Regions from separate parts of the Sus scrofa genome. Here region 2 is linked to region 1. Evidence: chromatin contacts called from public Hi-C data. All regions are on one chromosome and are shown on one strand. Each heading gives the region's core, a stretch centred on a gene start, on an enhancer-like site or on the middle of the called end of the contact. The rest is flanking DNA. Distances are from core to core; before and after follow the strand shown. Region 1 holds the start of ATP6V0C (V-type proton ATPase 16 kDa proteolipid subunit). Region 2 holds the start of TBC1D24 (TBC1 domain family member 24).

Region 1 (4,169 bases), core at 739-3,238:
AGGCCCCCGGTGACTGGAGTGAGGCCAGGAGCCGAACACAGGTAAAGGGGTTCGAGGGCAACCTCGGCCAGAATTCAAGTTCCATGTGGGCAGGGATCTTTTTTTGTTCACTCACGGTCCCCAGTGCCTGGCACAGAGTTGGAACTCAGTGAAGATTTGTGGAATGGTGACTGGCAGACACCAGGCAAAGGACAATCCCCGGGTGCTGTGTGGATGCAAAGAGCAGAAAAGGCTGGAGGAAAAGGGGACAGGGCTGGCTGCTGGACAGCCTGGAGGGCAGGCAGCTCCTGAGGATGTGGAAAGAGTGGGCGTCGCCCCGGGGGAAGGGGAAGTACGGACAGGGCTCCCACCACAAATGACCCCTTATTCGCACATGACGGGAAGGGCATGGCTCACTCAGCAGCTTGTGACAGGCAGGCAGGTCTGGGCAGAGGGAGGCCCCCAAGCCCCCACCCCACCAGTGTTTATAGTCAGCAGAGCTGTTTGGAGTTCAATCCCGCCACATACCTGCACAGGGAGCCTCCGCAGTCCACCACATAGGGTGGGGCAGGGCGAGTCATCAAAGCCCAAAACCAGACCTACCCGAGGAGGCCTCGACCAGACCAGGCCAGACCAGTCCTCGGGGGCCGGAGCTGGGTCAGGACTCGACTCCCTGGGTCCCACATTTCTGCCTGGCCCAGTGCCCTTCTCCCACACTGGCCAATTTGCACAGAATCTGACACCCCCAGGACTGCGAAGACTCGGCTTCAAAACCAGGGGACCATCAAGAAGCCTGGAAGGCCCCTCAGCATTCCGAAGGCAGCCCCTCCCAGTTCCAGGCCTCAGGGAAGGGGAGAAAGGTCATTCATTCATTCGGGCCTGAGCAGTTCCTTCTCTGGAAACGACCCAATCCCCTCAACGCTGAGGCTCCACGCCACCTCGCCCACTCAGACGAGTGTCCACACACACGCACAGTGCTGGCACTGGCCTGCCCCCCAGACATCCGTGATGCCCCCTCTGCCTGTATGACCCCCGCCCCCCACAGCCCCCAATTCCACTCCCACTCCCAGGTCTCTGCCGGCTCTTAAGACCAACCCCTCAGCCAGGCTTCCCTAACCAACCAACCCACGCAGCCTTCAGTATTGGGAAACACCGACATGCCCTAACCGGAAGCACCAGCCTGGGTGCAGACCCACCTGACCCCTGCCGGGAGGCGGGGGGGCGGGGAGCAGGCCTCCACAGGGCGAGGGCTGTGCACTTGGCGGGGAATGCCAGGGCTGGATCCCCCACCGCCCACGGACGGGGGGTCGGCTCCGCGTCGGGGGAGCTCTACTAGGTGTGATGTCACACCTGCCCGCAGGATTTGGGGCGGGGGAGCGGGTGCAGAGCAGGCGCAGGACCGCGCGCCCCCACCCCAGCCTTGCCCCCGCCTCTCCAGGGGCTAAGATGGCAGCGGCGCCGCCGCCCCACCCCCGCACCGATACCGCCAGCTGGCCGGGCTGCGGTCCCGGGACCCCGGGAGACCCTAGGACCCGGACTGGGAACCAGCTCGCACGCCCTGCGCTCCAGACACCTTACGGCTCCCTGCGGCCCCGACCCCCGCCCGCAGTCACGTGAGGCCCGGGACCCCCTAACGGCTCGAAATTACGTCACACTGACGTCACATGCCGAACCCCGGGCGAGGAGCGGGCACAAGCCTCGCGCGCCCCCACCCCCCGGGTCCCTCCTGCCACGGCGCTCACCGCTGAAGACCATGGCGGCCGAGGCGCCCATGACCGCGAAAAAGGCGGCGTACTCGGGGCCGCTCTTGGCCTCGGACATGTCTGCGGGTGGGGAGGGGGCGAGCTCAGCAGGTCGAGGCGGGGACGAGGCCGGGCCGGGCGCGGCAGGCTGCGAGGTGCGCGAAGCGAGCGCTGAAGCGGCTGCGAAGGGGATCCGGCCCGTCAGCCGCTGCGCTCTAAATACCAGCACCGCAGAACAAAATGGCGGCCGCTGCCGCGTCACATGACTCGGGCCCCGCCCCTGCGGACCGTACCACTTCGCGCTGGTGGGGGGGCGTCATGGCCCGGGGGGCGCCCTAGAGGCCCGCTGGCCACCCCCGCACTGTGCTGTCACCCCGCCGGCCCGGACCCGAGCGCTCCGCCCTACCTCGGCCTTCCCAGGTGCGCTGTCCGGCAAGGTCGGCCTCTGGAACCCCGCGGCGTTGGGCCAGTCCGGTCCCTGGGCCGGGGCGGGACAGTGGCGCGCCTCGTTAGCATATAGGGCGGTGCTCGTGGTGCCCCGCCTCCTCTGCGGCTGCGCTATCCAGGATTCGGTTCCGACCGAAGCTTTTCTTTGCGTTCTCTGTGTGGAGCCCGGCCACGGCGTTCTCTCGGCCCAGCCCCCAGAAACCCAAGACTGCGGTCTACCTCGCACGTGCTCATACCTCCTGGGGCGATCCGAGGGTCCGAGCAGGCGGAGCCAAATCCTGTGAACCGGGCGCCGGCCTCTTCGGCAGCCCCCAGGGAAGCCTCTGCCACCCTGCTGTCTGGTTGGTCTCTGGCCCGAGCCTTCCTGTGTTCCCGGTTCGGGTCTCCCCAACCCTTAGACGCCGTCCTCCGTCTGCTCCAGACCTACCAGTCCCCAACCTGGCAATCGGTGATTGCTACCCTGGCTTCCATAGACAAGGAGCCCCTTTACCCGCCTCTGTTCCCTCTTTTGTATCAAGGACCCAGACTGCAGCTGAGGAGCGGGGTTGTCTCTGCCCTTCAAAATGTAGGCATGACTGGTTTGGCGCCCTGTCGGTGTTGCGACCTGAGAAGTCTTCCCCAAATTTCTACATCTTGGGTCCTTGTTCTGCCTGTCCCACACAAGTCCCGCACATGCAGGGTTGCCCTTATTTCTGGGGCAGCAGTAAAAGGTTTCCTCTCAGCCCAGCAGGCAGCCTGGCCTGGGACTGGCACTGCCCGGATGATCCCATGTGGCCCTCCTGGCACCCCAACTAGCTGCCTTATCTCTACCCACCAGTTCTGGATCCCTTTGCCCTTTGTTCCCTCCATTTCAGGCACCCTGGGTGGCTGCCATCTGGTCCTGGGTCTCCCTTGAGCTCCAAGCCCTTGTTCCGACACAGAAGCACTCTCCGCCAGTGACCCAGGTGGTAGCTGTCATCAGCCTTCTCCATGTGGGTGGTGGGGTCACCTCCGCCGGCCTGGTCCTCCCGATGGAATCTCAGACCCGCTTTCAGACCCTTCTTGGTGAGTCTGGGTCTGCCCCTGCCCCTGCCCCCAAACGTGCAGCCCTTGGAGGGCTGTGTCCGTCCTGTCCCAAAAGAGAGGAGGTCACCATTCTGCTAGAGCCCTCCACGCCGCCCTCTGCCTTTGTCTTCCTCGCCCTGACTCTGACTTCTGGAAAGAGGAATCTTCATTCAGTGTCCTCAGCTCCTTGTCCTTGCCAAGGGGGATGGCGACTGCCATTTCTCTAAACCGAGGAACGTGGCTCAGGCTTTCTGAATGGCCCCCTCTGCTGCCACGGCCTGCTGTCCACCACACCACACCGCCACTCTCTCCAAGTTCACCTGCATGTGCCCCGATGCCCTCGTTCCTTCCTGGAGTCACAGGAGCAAGGGCAGTGGCCTCCTCAGCTTCCCTGCAGGTCCCAGGTTTCCGTGACTCCCTCTGCTGGGCCCTGCCCCTGGGTGATCACCTGCACCTTTCCAGACCTGAAGCCCTCTGGGCGAGCAAATGCCCAAGTGCCTAGGCCAGGCCCAGCCCCCATAACTCCCAGGCACTAAGGGTCCAGGGTCAGGAGAGTCCAGACCAGGGAGCTGCACTGGCTGAGGGGCCAGGGAGGCCACAGACTAAGGAGCGGAGGCGCAGGACAGTCCACCTCGGGATATGGCGCCACCAAAAGCGCAGACCCCAGAGCCCAGGAGGTCGGGGACAGTTCCATCCGCAGGCTTAGAGGGCAGGTGGGCTTGGCTCACCATCCTCTGGCTTTCTCCCTGAGTTCTGGTGTAAGAGGTCACCATGGGTCTCCAGTGGGGACGCCGACAGCTCAAACCAGCACGTCTCAACCTGAGCTCCCCTCCTCCCACATGACCAGCTTCCACTGGGTTCTTTCCATTTCCGGCCAAAGGCACATCCAGCCAGCCAGCTGCTAGCACCAGCAGCCTCCAAGTCACGGCTCCCTCGTCATTACCCACCAGGCCCGGT
Region 2 (4,169 bases), core at 1,016-3,515, 34 kb after region 1:
ATGTGCTGGGGCTGGAATGCGAAGGCTGAGGGAAACCCTCTGCCTCAAGTAGGAAAAACAGCTATATCTACTAAATTACAGGATTTTTGCCCCATGCCATTGCGTAGAAGTGTTCCTGATGGCACTGATGCAAATATATACATATATAAATAAGGAAAAGCACTTCAAAGTGCTTCCACTGGTAGACAGGCTCTTGACAAGGAATAAGCAGCTGGGGAAAGACCTCAACACCAGCATCATAAACACAGCCACATCCACTAGCAGGCCTGTGCATTCCAGGCACACGCTAACCCAACAACCTGTGCCTCTTAGACAACCTCTGGCCTTTACTGTCAGCTCAGCAAGTGTTCAACCAGGAAGCCCACCATCCATCTTTTCCCTTACTGAGTGAAGTCACAAGGCCACCAGCACCCTTGCCGCGACGGGACCTTGACCAGGTGCAGCCTGTCCCTGACCTCCAGCGGTGCTTACTCAAGGCTCAGAGAGCTCAGCGCCCAGGGCCCTGTGGAAATGCTTCTGTTCCCTGGCACTGTGTCCGTTCCAAAGGGGGCACGCACCACACCAGGCTCACACGGCTGGATAGATACCTAGGCAGGCGGGCCGGCTGTCATCCTGGAGCCAGCGGAGGGCCGGGGCGGGCGCTGCTGCAGGTCTTCGAAGGCAGAATGTTATCAGAGAATCTGTTGCAAGTGTTGAGTCCAGAAGCGGATTTCCTTCCCCGCAGAGACGGAAAGCGCCCCAAGGAAGGAGTGACACAGAGACAGCTCTTTCCGACCGCCGCCACGCCCGGAGCCGGTCGGCGCGCGGACACAGCCTGGTGGGGGGCGCTGGCTCTGCCCCCGGGGGGATGTCCGGCGGGGCGGGGTCGAGATCAGCCCCGGCCCCACGTCCCGCCCAGGCCGGCGCTCGGTCCGCGGGGAGCTGGCAACGCCAGGCAGACGGCTTCGGGCCCCGGATGCGCGGGCCCCAGACCCCGGACCCGCGCGCCGGCCGCCCCGCCGCGCGCCGGGTCTCGGACAGAGGCCCCGCAGCCAGGCCCCCACGTCCCCTCCCTCAGCACACCGGGGCCGCGATGACAGCCCCCCACCCGGCCCCGCCGCCCCCGCGGTCTCCGCGCCGGGCCGTCTCGCTTCCGCCCGCCCGGCCGCGCGCCCACCTCCGCCCACCCGCGCCGGCCGCGCACCCACCTCCGCCCGCCGCGCCGCTTTCTCCTCAGCTTGCCGAGAGATCGAGCGCCCGCCTTTCTGCGCACGCGCGCACGCGGCCCCGCCCCAGCCGAGACGCGCCGCCAGCTGCCCACCCGGGGCGCCCGCTGGTCTCCGCTGCATCGGGCTCTGGGCATGCGCGCTGACGCCCCGCGGCAAGGCGGCAGGAGCATGCGCCAGCTGTGCGTGGGTCCCAGTGCGAGGAATGCGAGTACGCGCGCTGCCCCCCGCCCGCGGGCGCGAGAGAGTGGACGGGGGCGGGGGGGCTGACCCGCTTAGCAGCCGGCGAGGCGGGAGGCATCTGGGGAGTCTGCAGGGCTGCCCGCGGGAGCCGCTGTCGCTCCGGATCACGCGTAGACTTAGGGACGCGCGTCCGCTTGGGCACGTCGTCCGATCCGGAGCGGGCGAAAGGTGCAGGGGGTCCTCGGGGAGGGACGTGAGAGGCTGAGAGAGACAGCCAGATGGAGACAAGGGACAGGGACACAACAGGCCAAAAAAGAGGTAGAGTCGCAGCAGGGACAGGGACACGGACTCCCAGCAGGCAGAGGTGACAAGCGGGTCAGACGGGAACCAGAGGCCACCATCCTCGTTGGGGGAGGAGTTACAGCGCCCTCTGCTTATCCTCAGAGAGGGTGGGAGAGCCAGTGTCACCGAGCCCCGTGGGGGTCCAGAGGCGTCTGTCGTGGCCACAGTGCCTCTTGGGGAGTCAGAGCGCTCTTTGGCGGAACACAGTCCGTGGAATCACAGCAGCCCTTAGGGTGTTCTCGCTTTCTGTGGGTCCTGGCATCACAAAGGGGTACGTAAATGTTGGGGGTGTCACTTTTAGGAAGGTGGGACTTCTGAGGGACCACGACATCCCAGGGTGGGGTTGGTAAGGCAGCCCTTGGAGTGTTCGCAGAGCCTCTAAGTTCCGGCCCACAGGGGGTTCACGGCCCTCTGGGGGTATCCTTGTGTCCCTTGGAAGCCGCAGGTAGCTCGGGGTGGGGGGGGCGGGCAAGGAGTCGTCTTAATGACAGCTGCCCAAGCAGGCCTCGAAGCCGCTCTTAGGGGCTAGCACATCCCTCTTTGTTGGGACGGGGGTGTCGTTGCGTCTGTCACACTCCTGGGCAGAAGCTCAAGGCACCGAGGGAGGCGCGGGGCAAGGTCGGGGGCTGGTGGGGCAGATGGAGATTCGCGCGACACAAGCAATGACTCCTCGGTAGGCGGATACACTGCAAGAACGTGCGCCTTGATGTGTGGGAACCGCCCCGCCGGCCCCCACCCGGCCAGTGGGGTCAGGCCGTCCCGCAGCGCCCCCGCCGTTCGCGCCGCTGAAGCCTCCGGAGGCGCCGCGTCCACGCATCCCGCCAGGGCAGCACGAGGCTTCCGCGGGCGGCACTGAGACCGGGCCCCCGGCCCCCGGGCCCCCGACTGCGGCCCCCGGCCCGCCCCCCAGCAGCAGGTAGTGGCGGCCCGGCAGTAGGCGCGGGCAGCCGCAGGCTGCGTCCCGAGCCGGCACCCACAGGGCGCTGCTCCCGCGCCGCGCGCGCTCCTCGCCGCTCCGGAACACGGCGAGCACGGCCACCGGGAAGCGTGTCCAGGAGCCGCGCGCCTCGCCGCGCGCGCCCACAGCCACCTGCACCGCTGCGAGGGAGGTGAAAGGGGCGGGGTCAGGCGAAGCGGGGCGGGGCCGGGCCGCGCAGAGGAGCACCCGGCGCGGCGCCCGCGAGGGTCGGAGGGGGTGGCGGAGAAGCACCGAGAGGCCAAGGGGGCTGACGGGGCGGGGGCCGGAGACAGCGGAGGATCTGAGGGGTGGGGGATGGCCTCGGGACCCAGCGAGGGTCAGGACGCCCCACAAGGAAAGTAGGGCAAGGTGAGGAGGCTGGGGGCAGGAGGCCTGCGGGCGGCCTACCATAGTCCTTCCTGCAGAACTTCTTCAGGCTGATGCGGTAGCTACCACGGGCGGGTTTGCAGTGCAAGTCACAGTCTGGGAGGAGGGTGCGGGAGGAGGTTGGCACAGATGCCCATCTCTTTCCCTCACCCTCTCTTCCTCCCCTCCTGGAATCCATAGCCCCCTCCCCGCATGGACCTGCCCCTCTGGGACCTCCACTCACCTTGGGGCTCCACGGGGTTGCTCTCCTCAGTCGGTCCAGGGACAGGGGTCTCTGTGGGGGATGGGATAATGGCCTGCATTTGAGCGGGCCGGGGGCGGGGGTGGGGTCTGCAGGACCCAGGGGACAGGCAGACAGCAGCATGGAGCTGGGGGTGCCCTGGGCTGAGGTGTTCTAAGCAGGGCAGTGCCACTCACTAACGCAGGGTGCTACTGGAGAGCGGCTCTGCTGGAAGCCAGGGGCACAGCGGTTGCAGGTAAGGCCAGTGACGCCGTCCTTGCAGGGACACTGGCCTGTGGTCTGGTTGCAGGTTTTGCCAGCAGCACCAACAGGGTGACAGTCACAGGCTGAGGATAGAAGTGGGATGGTCAGAAGCCCATCTGGGGATGTGGAAAAGTGGAGGGCGAGGGTGTGTGGGTGGCTGATGGCAGGCTCACCCCTGCAAGCACGGCGGTCACTCAGGGCACGGCCCGGGTCTCGATAGAAGCCCTCCCGGCAGTAGTGGCAGTGCCGACCGGCGGTATTGTGCCGGCAGTTGAGGCAGACCCCGCCACTGCGGCGGCCGGACAGTCGATACAGCTCCATGTTGAAGCGGCAGCGGCGGGCATGGCCATTGCAGGAGCAAGCTGCAGGGAAGGATGAGTCAGGGACAAGGCGGCCCAGTCTGAGATCCCCGGGCCACCCTCCAAGGCCTCACCAAGGCAGGCGTGGGCTTCCCGGGCAGTGGCCCGCTGCCATGGCCTGTCGCAGTAGAAAGGCTTGCATCGGCCGCAGTCGGGGCCCTCGGTGCCATGCCGGCAGTCGCAGATCAAGTGGCCCTGGGTGTCCAGCAGGCACTTGGAGGCATGTCCATTGCATTTGCAGCGCCCGCCCA

The links. A called contact is a pair of places that touch in the nucleus more often than the background predicts.
Region 2: a contact with region 1 is called in a Hi-C map of skeletal muscle, with 5 times the contacts expected there. The contact joins the promoter of TBC1D24 here to the promoter of ATP6V0C in region 1. A contact is called at or near these places in 6 of 47 Hi-C or Micro-C datasets (embryonic fibroblasts, fetal liver, heart right ventricle and 2 more) and 1 of 2 datasets of contacts at active chromatin or transcription factors (alveolar macrophages).

What each region holds. Positions count from the first base shown.
Region 1 is chr3:39,536,716-39,540,884 of Sscrofa11.1, forward strand. It overlaps ATP6V0C (V-type proton ATPase 16 kDa proteolipid subunit), which reads right to left and starts at 1,989. Exons shown (of 3, transcript XM_003124744.4): 1 at 1,722-1,989. The coding sequence starts at 1,800.
Region 2 is chr3:39,570,052-39,574,220 of Sscrofa11.1, forward strand. TBC1D24 (TBC1 domain family member 24) reads right to left here and starts at 2,266. Exons shown (of 10, transcript XM_021086761.1): 1 at 1,188-2,266. It overlaps NTN3 (netrin-3), which reads right to left. Exons shown (of 7, transcript XM_021086754.1): 1 at 3,993-4,169; 2 at 3,733-3,921; 3 at 3,493-3,642; 4 at 3,299-3,349; 5 at 3,097-3,171; 6 at 2,610-2,828; 7 at 2,379-2,607. The coding sequence ends at 2,480.